Regions from separate parts of the Mus musculus genome. Here all the other regions are linked to region 3. The links are chromatin contacts, called in public Hi-C maps. All regions are on one chromosome and are shown on one strand. Each heading gives the region's core, a stretch centred on a gene start, on an enhancer-like site or on the middle of the called end of the contact. The rest is flanking DNA. Distances are from core to core; before and after follow the strand shown. Region 1 holds the start of Zfp827 (zinc finger protein 827). Region 2 overlaps Slc10a7 (solute carrier family 10 (sodium/bile acid cotransporter family), member 7). Region 3 holds the start of Tmem184c (transmembrane protein 184C).

Evidence for each region. Hi-C and Micro-C count contacts between places; a contact is called where the count stands out from the background.
Region 1: a Hi-C map of B cells shows a contact between it and region 3, with 7 read pairs. The contact joins the promoter of Zfp827 here to the promoter of Tmem184c in region 3. A contact is called at or near these places in 4 of 39 promoter capture datasets (embryonic stem cells, hippocampal neurons, neural stem cells and 1 more), 4 of 484 Hi-C or Micro-C datasets (B cells, CD4 T cells and CD8 T cells), 4 of 115 datasets of contacts at active chromatin or transcription factors (the NIH/3T3 cell line, astrocytes, embryonic stem cells and 1 more) and 1 of 9 other capture datasets (adipose tissue).
Region 2: a Hi-C map of B cells shows a contact between it and region 3, with 10 read pairs. The contact joins the enhancer-like site here to the promoter of Tmem184c in region 3. A contact is called at or near these places in 7 of 39 promoter capture datasets (the 3T3-L1 cell line, the C10 cell line, cranial neural crest and 3 more), 1 of 484 Hi-C or Micro-C datasets (B cells) and 3 of 115 datasets of contacts at active chromatin or transcription factors (the 230-238 cell line, large pre-B cells and pro-B cells).

Annotation. Positions count from the first base shown.
Region 1 is chr8:79,026,276-79,030,550 of GRCm38.p6, forward strand. Zfp827 (zinc finger protein 827) reads left to right here and starts at 2,162. Exons shown (of 15, transcript NM_178267.3): 1 at 2,162-2,454. The coding sequence starts at 2,412.
Region 2 is chr8:78,620,757-78,624,733 of GRCm38.p6, forward strand. All of the region lies in intron 5 of Slc10a7 (solute carrier family 10 (sodium/bile acid cotransporter family), member 7), which reads left to right. Among named protein-coding and RNA genes, the nearest start is that of Gm39203, 52 kb to the right of the region's middle. Within about 2 kb of position 1,770, at least 50 of the 459 cell types and tissues checked have an H3K27ac peak or open chromatin away from gene starts, as enhancers often do. A contact at or near this core is called in B cells, pre-B cells and pro-B cells, where this site is marked.
Region 3 is chr8:77,607,894-77,612,334 of GRCm38.p6, forward strand. Tmem184c (transmembrane protein 184C) reads right to left here and starts at 2,760. Exons shown (of 10, transcript NM_145599.4): 1 at 2,210-2,760. The coding sequence starts at 2,332. It overlaps Gm39200 (a long non-coding RNA gene), which reads left to right and starts at 4,188. Exons shown (of 3, transcript XR_878939.2): 1 at 4,188-4,336.

The DNA of each region.
Region 1 (4,275 bases), core at 912-3,411, 1.4 Mb after region 3:
CAGTCCAAGGCACGGCAGACTGGTCTTGATCGGAGTGAACAATCTATCTCAGATCATTACACAGGGACAATTTAACTGCCTCTTTTTGTTTGCTAGTTTTTCTTATTTTGAGAAGGAGTCTCACTCGTAGCCCTGGCTAGTTTGGAGCTTGCTTTGTAGACCAGGCTGGCCTCCAATGGGGACCTGCCTGCCTCTGCCTCACCAGTGCTGGGATCAAAGGCACTGGTCACCATGCCTGATTTTAACTATCATTTAAAAACAATTTTTTTTTTGTATTTTGGAATTGGTTTAAGGTTGATGTTCCAGTTTGGATATTGCACTGTTTCAGAAGGCATTTAAACCTGCTTCAAATAGCATTGCAACCTTGGAGTGCCAAGTATGTTGGTAGGTATCAGCAAGAAGGGGTTCATCTTGAGAATTCACTATTAATGAAAGCCATCTTTTGGGAGACACAGTCTCCTTTACAGTTTCCTAGTGAAAACAGTATAAAGCTATTGTCATTTAAAGGAAATGTAACCAAACCTAACCCCAGTGGCTCTCTTTAACACCACTGGAGACTTCTAAGTCTCATTAGTCACTCATGTCACCTGATGGAATGCCATTTTAAACTTTTGTGTCTTCACTATGCTCCACCTTCTGATGAAAACATCTATTAAAAAATTGGTAGGAAAATATTTAACATAATAAGATGATGAGTCGATTTTTTAAACCTCAAAAGGGAAGATGTTTAAATAATGCACCTTTTTATTTTTTAGCTCTGACTCATGACATATAATGTATTCCACCAAGTTCAAAGTTTCCCCTTACAAAGAGTTTTATGAAACAGCTCTTCTTCAGACCAAATTTTTTTTTTTTTTTACTTCAATTATAGTAGCAGATTTTGGAGTTTTAAATCATTAACAACCTCCCAGTGAACTTGTATCCACATGGCTTACAGTCAGAGAGAGAGAGAGAGACCCGTTCCCTTCACTGAGTACCTTTTGTGAGGCGACGCATCCTTTTCTGTTTTCCCTCTTTATGTGTCTCTTTGAAGCAAGATGTGTGATTTCTAAAGTAATGAAAGTATATGGCTTAATGAAGACTGCTGTATGAGCTCAAACTACACACTAGAATTGCTTCAGGGTAAGGCTCAGTTACCTGTGTTCTGGGGAGGTGGGGGGGGAGGCAGGGAGTGAATCACAGAAGTCAAGATCACTGTGTGCACTGTAGGAATAGACCCGTGGCAGTTGAGTCAACCCTGGGGGGCGGGGGGTGACCTAATCTTATTTTCCCTCTTTATCAAGAACCTGTAATTTTAGTTTTGGCTGAATTTTCAAGTGTTAACTCCACCGGACCCTCTAAAATTGGGTATCCATGCCACCCATCCACTGATCCCACCCTATGCTATCTTTTCATTTTTTTTTTTTTTAAAAAAGATTTATTTCCATTAGGCTGTTTTAAGGGAGTATGTGAGAGTCTGTAACGTCCAGACTCAAGGTGATGGGGTGAGAGAGTCAGTCTTTCAGTTACAAAAGCCTGGGGAATTTTATACAGAACCAAACGTAGTTTAATACACAAAAGAAAGTGGTTAGTGCAACCTATTTCCTTAAAAAAAAATCTGTAAAATAATGTTTCAAGAGCGGGGGGGGGCACTTTTCCACCACCCCCCTTGATTGGGCGACTAGCGGGATAAATTCGAAGAAGTCCATCCCACCCCCGCACGCGCGCCCCCCATGCTTTCCAGACAGAGCAGTTGTAAATGCTAGGCTGAGTCCGCCCTGAGAGCCTTAGGGCACCTTCCTCTTTGCTGAGTGTGTGTATGTGTGTGTGTGTGTGTGTGTGTGTGTGTGTGTATGCGCGCGCGCGTGTGTCTAGCTCTCGCTCTTTCCCTCAGTCTGTGCCTCTGTGTGTGTGTGTGAGTGTGTGTGTGTGACAGAGAGAGAGCGCGAGAGGAGAGCGAGAGAGCGAGCTGCGAGCTGTGCTGCCGCCGCCGCTGCCCTTTGATCCCGACATTAGTGTTAGGGGCTCGGAGACACAGCGCGCGGCCATAGACACCGCCGCACCGGCGCTCATTTATTTATACCTCCCATCACACGCGAGCACAGGACACACACACACTCACACCTATTAGATCCGTTTCCATTGAAGAATATTACGCTCGGGGACAAGCCAGGTGCACGACCAAAAAATTAAAAAAAAAAAAAAAAAAGGAAAAAAAAAGAAAGAAAGAAAGAAAGAAAGGAAAGAAGAAAACCCCTCTTCTGGCTCCAGGAAACAAGCTTCAACCCATTGCACACACCGGAGAGAAGGGGTTTCCCCCTGCCCGCCCCCCAACTACCTCCCCGCTCCTGCCAGTGTCTGCCTGTCTGCCCCCACGGGGGTTTATTTGATCTCACATTAACCAAGGAGGAGAATGTGAGAAAAGGGGGAAAATGCCCAGGAGGAAGCAGGAGCAGCCCAAGCGCCTTCCCTCACGTAAGTCATCCCTTCTCCACCTCCTCTCGTGCCATTTTCTCGCCCTCCCTCTCCTCTTTCCCCTCCGCAGCCTCCGCCGTTGTTTTCTGCATTAGTTTAGGGTTACAGAGGTGAAACTGACAAAGACACAGCCCGGGTTACTCCTCGTTTAGGTCTATGCCGAGGCAGCCATGTTGGTGATGATCAGCCCCGTGCCCTTTCTATTCTCTCTCTCTTTTTCTTTCTTTCTCTCGACCCCCTCTTTTTTTTCCTTGGGATCGGGCTTTTCCCCCCTTTCCCTCCCCCTCCTCACTCCGGTTTGCGGGGGAGGGGGCGAGAGGAGGGAGGAGGGGAGTAGTGTGGATGCCGGGTTTTTGTCGCGGGTGGGGGGAGGTGGGAGAGGTTGCAATCTTGGAAAAAAAAAAGAAATTCCGTGTGGATCCCGGTGCACAAGGGTGCGGGGTTGGGGCGCGCGCAGGGCCGAGGCCGTGACATGGCGATTGGGGGTGTCGGGGCGAGGGCGCGCGGCCGCCCGCCGGGCTGGGGACCGGAGAGGTCGGTCTCCGGCTAAAGGTTGCGCCGGGGTGGGTCGGCCCCGGAGCCGCGGGCAGCTGGAGCTGGAGGCGGAGGTGGAGGCGGTGGCGGAGGGGAAGGCAGGGGCGGTCGAGGAGGGTGTGGGGGCGCCGGGGGGCGCGGGTGGCCGATCGGGGGGCGAGGCCGGGCAGCCGAGCGGATGTGGGGTGCGGGAGCCGCGCCGAGGCTGAGGCGAGGCAGCCAGGGCGGCGCGCGGCGCGCGAGGTCCCTGCAGAGCCGAGGGGAGGGCGGAGCAGGGCTCCCGGCCGCAATAAAATGCGGGGTCAGGCGGAGCAGACAGAGCCGGGGCGACGCGGGCTCGCAGACCCCCCTGCCCCGCCAGCCCGAGCAGAGTCCGTGACTAAAGTGCATCCCAGCCCTCCTGGCCCTAGCCACACACGCCAACTGGAGACTCGCGCCGGGCTGCGCGGCCGGGTCCCCGTCCCCTCCTCCACCCGCGCCTCGGGTCCCTCCGCGCCGCCCTCCCGCTTTTCTTTGCGAGACTCTTAACTTTTCCCCCACTCCCTCTCGGGCTCCCCCCTCGTCCCCCCACAAGCTCTCCGCTCGGAGTGTTCCGAGATGCTGCTGAAGCTAAAAGTGAAGGAGAAAGAAGCAACTAAAAATATCCCCCCCGGGGCCGCCGGGCTCCTTGAATGCAGGGGAGAGGGGGCAGGGGAGAAGGCGTGGGGCGGGGTGGCGGGAGGAGGGGACGCGGGAGGCGCCGGAGGGAGGGGTCGGGGGAGACGGAGGGTCAGTTTCTCCTCTTCCCCCCTCCCGCCCCCCCCCTGCTCAGCTCCCCTCTCCGGGGCGGCTTGGCGCTGCTCGGAGCCCGATCCTGCAAAACCCGGGCTGGGGGCGGGAGCGGAGCCGGAGCGCCTGCCCGCGCGGGTGTCAGGCCGACGTGGTCGGTCACCTGAAGTTCACGGAGGGTGGGGGAAGGGTTAAGGTTATGGTGTCTCGGGTTATGTGTGAGCGTGTGTGTTTCCGCCGCAGACGGGCGAGCGCGATCGATCTCTCCTTCGCGAAATCTCCGCGGCGGTGCCCACGCGAGGGGTCCGCAGGGCTGCTGTGGCCCGGGCGGGCGCGGTGGCACCCGGAGTGGCGAGCAAGGGCACGCGCGGGCAGTCTGCTCCGCAAACATTCCTCTTTTCTTCCCCCTTCCCGGTATGCAAGGAGTCGACGCACAGGGCTAGGGTTATGCTTTTTTTCCCCTTCCTTTAGGGAGGAAAAAAAAAAATGCCCCCGTGCAGTCCTTTCTTCGCCTGCCCG
Region 2 (3,977 bases), core at 520-3,019, 1.0 Mb after region 3:
GTTTCTCAGACAGGGTTTGTCTGTCCTCAAACTCAATCTGTAGATCAGGCTGGCCTTTAACTCACAGATATCTGCCTGCTTCTGCCTCCTGTATGCTGGGACTAAGTGTGTATACCACCACCACCTGGTACTATGTACATATTGTAATTACCAATTAAAAATGTTTCAAACCAAAACAGCAGTAATTACTTGCTATGGTACTAAGAACATGCATTTACATAGACTCCATGTACTTTCTGGAGTAAGACAGAAATTGTCTTTGTATATTCAGATGGTATAGTATTTACTTCTCCTTTTATAATCACAAAGTTTCCCCATTATCCGACATCTTGACACTTTGCTGGCAGGATGAGCTATGTTGTTGTTGTTGTTGTTGTTGTTGTTGTTGTTGTTGTTGCTGTTGTTGCTGCTGCTGTTGTTTTGCCATGCAGCCCAGTCTGGTCTGACACTTCCTGGGAGGCCTGGCTGGTCTTGAACACATTAATCCAGACTGGTTGTGAATTCAATATTCTCTTACCTCTGCCTCCCAAGTGCTACTGTTGGAGTCATGTGCCCTGACTTCTAGCGGGATGATGTGCCAATCAATATGTGTCCTTTCTTGTTTCTATTTATTCACTTTAATAGAATAATCCTTCCTTTTCAAGTTGCATTCGTTTAAACTAAAACCTTTTTTGCTTTTATATTTTTCACCTTTATAACTATTATCATTATTATTAACTTTTGTGTGGTGTTTGTGACATATCTGTGTGGGCGTGGAGTCATTTCTCTTCTTTCAACTTTTCTTAGGCTCTGAGTTCAAACTGACATCCCCGTGTTTTTCATCCCAGCACTCAGGAGTCAGAGGCAGGCAGATCTCTGAGTTCGAGGCCAGCCTGGTCTTCAGAGTGAGTTCTAGGATAGCCAGGACTATACAGACAACCCCTGTCTCAAAAAATAAACAAACAAAAAATGAAAATATGCCTGCTTAACCTCTAACTGTGAATCGTTTTGTGTCTTTAAATCTCATGTATGCCAATAATAGATTCTGTATGTACATATGTGTGTATGTTTAGGGTTATGTATCATATCAAAGTTCATTCCGTTCCTTGTTGGCCAGCTGCAGAGTCAAACACCTGAAAGCTTGTACTGTTATCTCTTCTTCTGTTTGATACTTATATAGAAGTAGGCTACTACAAATATCTTAGGATCTCTGTTACTGTGACAAAATACCATGGCCAAAATCAACTTTGCTGGAAAAGGGTTTATTTCATCTTACAACTTGTAGTCCATCATCTGGGAAAGTCAGAAGAGAAGGAACTCAGTCCAGGCACAGAAACAGAAGTTATAGAGGGAAACTGCTTACTGGCTTACTCCCTGTGGCAAGCTCAACCTGCTTTCTGACCCAAGAACAAGCAGGCCAGGGGGTTGGCACCACTCACGGTGAGCATGGTCTTTCCACATCCACCATCAATCAAGAAAATGCAGCACTTGCTTACCCACGGGCTCATCTGATGCAGACGTTTTCTCAGTTGAGGTTCCCACTTCCCAGATGACTTCCCTCCCATGTTGAGTTGATATGAAACAATCCAGAATAAGATATCATAGTTACCTCTCTGTTGCTGTGAGAAAATACCCCAAGAAAAGCAGCATAGGAAAGACAGGTTTTGGTTTGGCTTATGACCAAAGGTGTCTAGAGGGATAAAGTCCAAATGATATGCAAGGCACAGCAACAGTCAAGGAAATGTGCTATCTGGAGCAGGAAGCTGACAGGCCACATGTTTATTCATTCACAGGAAGTGGGCAGGAGAGGCAGGAAGTAAGGTGAGGCTAAGCTATAAAAACCTCAGAGCTCACCCCAGTGACAGAAGGACTTCCTTCCTTTTTGAATGGGATCTCATTTGGTCGCCCAGCTGGGTTCCTAACTCAGCCTTCGGCATTGCTACCACACCCATCTGATGTTATATAATCAAGGGAATAGGTGCTGCTTAGAACACGGATTCCATTCAGCGAGTATTCCTTGAGTGTCATAACCTCTTAGCTGCCTTCATTGCTGTTATTATTATAAAGCATGTGACACCAGTGTGAAGTCATATCTCAGTGGCCATCGTAGCTCGTTGTTGATTCCTTCTAAGCTTCACGTTGCCCAGATTTAGAACAGGAGAGTAACCTATGGTGATTGAGAGAATGACATAAATTTGGAGAATTTGCAGAGGACTATGTGGATCAAGACTTATGACATGGCCTGTTTACTGTTACTAAGAAACCGTCCAGTCTCCGAGAATCACCTTGAATTACTTGCTCATATCTATTTACTTTCCTAAGTCTTCTGAATTGATGATGGAAAGCAAAACAGAGTGATCACTGCGCCGACAGCAGTGCTTGCAAGCTGTGACAGGTGCAGCTCTGAAGGTCATCATGGAGAAGATACTGTAAGGACTTGGGAAGGTACCAAGGAAAGCAGGTTTCATCCCTAGCAAAAGCTCCAGCCCACCAGGATGAATCTAAGTAGATCTTGATGTATGGAGATATTTGGGGCCCATGATAGAGAAGCTTTTGTGAGTCTAGATTGAGTTTTGGAATTTTACATTGTTCAAAGCTGCATACCTTCTGATGAGAAAACACAATATATAATGATTGATTTTTATGTGAAATTTAAAAATGATTTGATTTAAATGCTTTTGGAATATTTTCACTCTCCTGAGTTCTGGAATTTAGCCATTGTTATATATTAAGAATATGTCTATACTAAGGACTTCTCAGGACAATAGCATCTATCCTGGCTCCTTATAAAATAGCTGCAAGGCTTTTTTTTAGTATACCATGTTAATATCTACAATTCTTCTGGTCCTTCACTATGCCTTGAGCAGTACCATTTGAAGTCAGTCTTTTGTTTTTTGTTTTTTTCATTTTCAAGCCAGGGTTTCTCTGTATAGCCCTGACTGTCCTGGAACTCTCTTTGTAGACCAGGCTGGCCTCGAACTCAGAAATCTGTCTGCCTCTGCCTTCTAAGTGCTGGGATTAAAGGCGTGAGCCACCACACCTAGTTTTTAAGACACATGATCACTATTTGATGATGTGCATTCTGTGATTTCTGTAAATTTACTGAGTATTAAAATGCATGCCGGCTCCCTATAGTCACTGAGGGTACAGACAGGGAAATGGCCCCAGGTCCCCTATCATCTGCCCTGTGCAGTCCCTGGAAATCTGTAAGCTATTGAGTGAAGCTGTCCCTGAACCAGTAACTGCCCCATGGTGTTCATGTCCTGCAGATTCAGGAATGGCACTGATAGGGATGGGACCAGTTAGAAATTGATCACCACACCCAGGCCTGGAGCAAACTGAGCCTCTCCCCAGGAGAGTCATCAGCTTCTAAAAGCTTACCCAGGAAGGTAATTACGTGCACCTAAGGGCCGCATGCTGCTGGAAGTGCACAGCACACTCATGCTCCATAACAGGAAGTTCACAGCACATTCGTGCTCCATAACAGGAAGTGCACAGCACATTCATGCTTCATAACAGGAAGTGCACAGCACACTCGTGCGCCATCACAGGTAATGGAACTCATACACTTCTGCTTTTGGTTTGGTTTGGCTTTTAGGATTTGTTTTCTTTTCTTTTCTTTTCTTTTTTTTTTTTTTTAAGATTAGCATTTTTATTGTGTCTCAAACACTAAAGGTCTTTACAATTGTTTTCTTTCATTTCTCTCCCTACTGTTCTCTGTATAATTCATGTCATCTGTGTTTTTATCTAACTTTTTTAATATGACTCTATTCTTATTTTTATTGGATATTTTCTTTATTTATATTTCAAATGTTATCCCGTTTCCCAGTCTCCCCCCTCCCTCCCCCCGCCTCAGGCCCCGAATCCCATCCCCCACCCCCTGCTTCTATGAGGGTATTCTCCCACCCACCCACAACCTGCTTTTGTAGAGGTAAAGCATAACCAAGCCCTTGCTGGATTAGAATTCATTAGTATCCCACATATTTAGAAAGAGCTTA
Region 3 (4,441 bases), core at 1,510-4,009:
CTATAGGTGGAACAACATTATGAACTAACCAGTACCCCTGAGCTCTTGACTCTAGCTGCATATGTATCAAAAGATGGCCTAGTCGGCCATCACTGGAAAGAGAGGCCCATTGGACACGCAGACTTTGTGTGCCCCGGTACAGGGGAACGCCAGGGCCAAAGGGGGGGAGTGGGTGGGTAGGGGAGTGGGGGTGGGTGGGTAAGGGGGACTTTTGGTATAGCATTGGAAATGTAAATGAGCTAAATACCTAATAAAAAATGGAAAAAAAAAAAAAAAAAAAAAAAGAAACCCTCTCTGTAAATCCCTGTGAAACACTGGTGCCGGGTCCTTCTGTCTGTACTTAATCTCAAGCATTCTTTTAACTGTGGACAATGTGTAAAGTCTGACCACTAGGAACTGGGCTGGCCTCGCCTCATTCATTTGTTGAAACAACACCTAGTGCAAGTGGCCATACTTGGAGATAAGGCTGACAGGAAGGGATGTAGGTGAAATGAGGTCATAGTCTCAGGGAGGATGACCTCAAAAAGAGGTGCTTGAGCCATGTGAGGATTCAGCAAGAGCATGGCCATCTGCAACCCGAAATCACACTCACGCCCATGATATTCGACTCCAAAATAGTTTTCTGACTGTAAAACATGAATTCCTGTTGAAGCACTGTTTATGATTGATATAACACACACACACACATACACACATATGTATTAAACGTGTGCTTTTATGTGTGTGAGTGTTGGTGTGCAGGTGTGGAAGTCAGAGGACAACACTGGGGAGTCAGCTCTTCTTCCACCTTGAGGCAGGGTCTCTTATTTCGGCTGGCTGGCTGTCGAGCTTCTAGGCAAGTCTGTTTCCATCTTCCATCTTGCCATAAACACCATTCGAGAGGGTTACAGAGATGAGGCTCAGGCGGCCATGCTTGTGTACATTTCATTTCCCTTTCTATACTGTATTCCAAGGAATACTAAGTGAGGAAATTACATTTAAATTAAGATTGCTAGACCTAAATTTGGGTGGACAAATCTCAAATTGCCTAAAAACATAACAAATGAGAAATATTTAATGTCATATTTAATACCCTTAAACACCTATATGAACTATAATTAGAAAAGCCAACAAGATTTAGTGAACAAAAAGATCCTATGAATATGTTTAGACACACTGATTAAAATATTTTCCATAATCAAAGGGGGGTGGGTTGTATGCATCTACCTGGTCTGCCATAACTCTTCCAAAATAACTGTTTCTTAATAAAAGTACTTTTTGGTTATTAATTCTAAGTTTTCACTTTATAGATATACTATAGACATAGGTTAGCTATCCAGCTTGTAATACTTTACTAATGTCACAACATGACATCAACAAAGAGGGCCAGAGAGATGTCTCAGCTGGTAGGTGCCTGTCTCCAACCCTGATAGATTCAGCTCAGTCCTCAGCACTCATTATGATGAGAGAGCAGAGCCAACTGCTCCAAGTTGTCCACCTTCAGACCTCCACAACTGGACCATCCCACGAACACACCAACAAATACACCTTTTTTTTTTTTTAAATATAAAGGAACACACAGGGGATGTTTGTAAAATTTTTGCTTTGGTTAAGGAGTAACTTCAGGTCTGGGGATGAAGCTCAGATGGTAGAGTGCTTGCCTCAAATAAACAAAGCCCTGGGTTCAATCCCTGCATTGAGTAAACAGAATGATGGATACACCGGTAATCCAAGCACTGGGAAGTTTGGATGCAGGAGGATCATCCTAGTCTACAAAGCAAAATCCAGAACAGCCTGGTTTACAGGAGATTTTAAGGAAAGAAACAAAGAAAACTTGTAACTTCAAACGTAAAGTTAATTAGCAAAGTCAATTTAACAAGAATCCTTTGGTTCCAGAAAACCGGCTAAAAGCCTATAAAATCCAGAACATAGTTTTTAAGATGGTTTATTTGGTCTGGTCAAGCCCTAGTACCTGCATAGCAGATCTGATTTCAAGAATAAAGTTCTTTCTGGGACTGATGAATATTGGGAAAGCGCCCATTGTAAGTAGGTGCTTTAACTATTTGTTTCTCGACCCGGACCTACCTCCAGTTGTAGCGGCTAAATAAAACCAGTCAGGTTGGTTTAATGTCCACAGACGAAATGTTTTTCAGACCTCAAGCATTAGAAGGCAGACAAAGGAACTCTGTCAACCAGCGGAAGAAAGGGTAGAGGTGCAGGACCCTCTTACCTTCATTTTTTGAAACTTCCAAATGCATATCGGAACCGCGACCAGGATGGTTGTTGCGTAAAAAAGTACCAACAGGGGTCGGATCCATCTCCTCCAGTTACTCCGATTACATGCGCAAGGCATGTTCTGTAACAGATTCTCTTTGAGTAGCTGAATAATCGAACCAAACCAAGAATTTGGCAAGTTCGCTTTTTCGGTTGTCTTCTCCGCTGGCGCCCTATAGGAAAAGATTTACTAGCCGCTGGCGCCGCGTTCTCGGGTCGCTCTGTGTTTGCGGCTGCTGCAGCGGTGGCCGCTCGGGATGCTCGCAGGTGCAGGCTGCATCCTCGCCGGCCAACCCGCATGGACTCAGTGCCGCCGCGGCGTCGCCTCCGCCTCACCTGGAGGTCACCCAGAGTCTCCGCTGCATCGTGACCCCGAGGACTATCAGGGTAAACTAGGGATTCTAGGCACTCGGGGTCTGACCTGCATCTGGTACCCTACCAGCCCTCTCCCTAGTCCAGCTCTGGCAGGCTAGTCTCCGCCCCCGGAAGACCCGGCCCAGAACTTCCTCACTCACGGCTTTGGAACCTCTACAGTACTCATCTTCAGAACTCATCTTCCGCCGACTATTCCACTTCCGTTTCCGATCAGATGCTTGCAGCAAATGATTTGCTCTGAGTTTCAAGCTGAGCTAAACCTTGTCCCGCAACGCAAAGCATTGTGATTGGTCAGTTACGGAGGAGGGCGTGGCTGTAACCTAGGTTACCGAGAGGGCGTGGCAAGGGCAGGAAGGAGAGTAGCGGCGGATTTCTGGCATCTCTAATTTACCTAGTCTAAGTGGTTCCCTAAAAGGGCTCCGAAAGTTGTAGGAACTGGGGACGTTTCAGAAACACCCGCTACATTCCTGAGACTTTACTCCATCTAAAGAAAAGTCATAGTGAGGGGCAGTCACTGTGGAGTGGAACTTGAAATAGCTTTATTTTTCTCAGAAGGCTTCCCAGTTGTCTTTAGGGGTGGAATGGGAAGCCCGCTGGAATAAGACAGAATAGGTTAGATTTCAGTCAGTTGCTAGAGTTTAGGGTCCTAAGGAGGAATTTGTCTGCATAATTTCTAGACCCGGCAGAAGAATCATTCTAAGAATAGCTTTTTTGAAAGTAACCGCCAATATGAAATGTTCACGTTTCAAACTTGAGTTAAAAAAAAAACAAAATCTTATTTAAGATTTAAAAGGTTGGTATTCTGACATCTGTTCTATACACCTAAAGCTTTTAGCTGTATAGCTTTACAGATCAATGACACATGGGATCTTAAATTCTTTCTAAATCAAGGGAACAAGCAAACATCTGAGTCCCGACTAGACACTGAACACTGCATATATTGTCATTTTCTGAAATCAAACACTAACTTCTCTACCCATTTTGTATGAGTTGATCTGCATAAAAGTACCGAGTAGCGATGGGTAGTTTTCTGTTTCACAGATGAGAAAAGTGTCAAGTGATTAATAGTACCTATTAAGTAATAGAGCTGTTTTCTCTGACTTTGGACTCTGCTTGATGTTTAAATATTTGCCATCACCTGCAACCAGGGGACTTCTGCCTATTAGCCATCTGGACAAAATGTCATGGACCAGAGTCTCAAAGTATACAGATGAAATCACATTCCTCAGTTACCAGAGCCTGGAGTCTGACTTCTGCAGTCTTTCTCCTGTGATCTCCATTTTGCACATTTCCTTAAAGGGGCTGTAGGACTTTAGTTTGGTCTACACTATAAGTTAAAATAGTTGGTTTTAAGGAAATTCCTAACCATTAATGAAATCTTGGTATACTGTTGAAGTTCAGAAAATTAGGGAAAACTCTTGCTTTACAGCTTATCACCACTACTTATTTCTTGGCAAATGGCAGTCTTTTTGGATAGGCTGTCTAACAGGACTTGTTTCTGTGTGTCCAGCCACACTCTTACTGCTTCTGATAGCCATCTTCTCCATTCCTTCTCATAGGAAGCCAATTTTTTACACAATTTCTGAAATCTATTTCTGCACTCTAGTGCTGAGCCCGGTATGGCTATGGTGGGGACAGAGTGACATGGTTCCTGCCCTTGGGACAAGTCCTCCAGTGTGAGCCTCCATGAGTGTGATGGCTGCTGTGGGTATGTATTTCACATTCCTCCTAGGGATGTCCTCCCAGTTAACCTAAGGACTCAGTGAGAATTAGAAACAGCTCGAATCCAGGAGCCAAGGCTGTGGCTATGTCT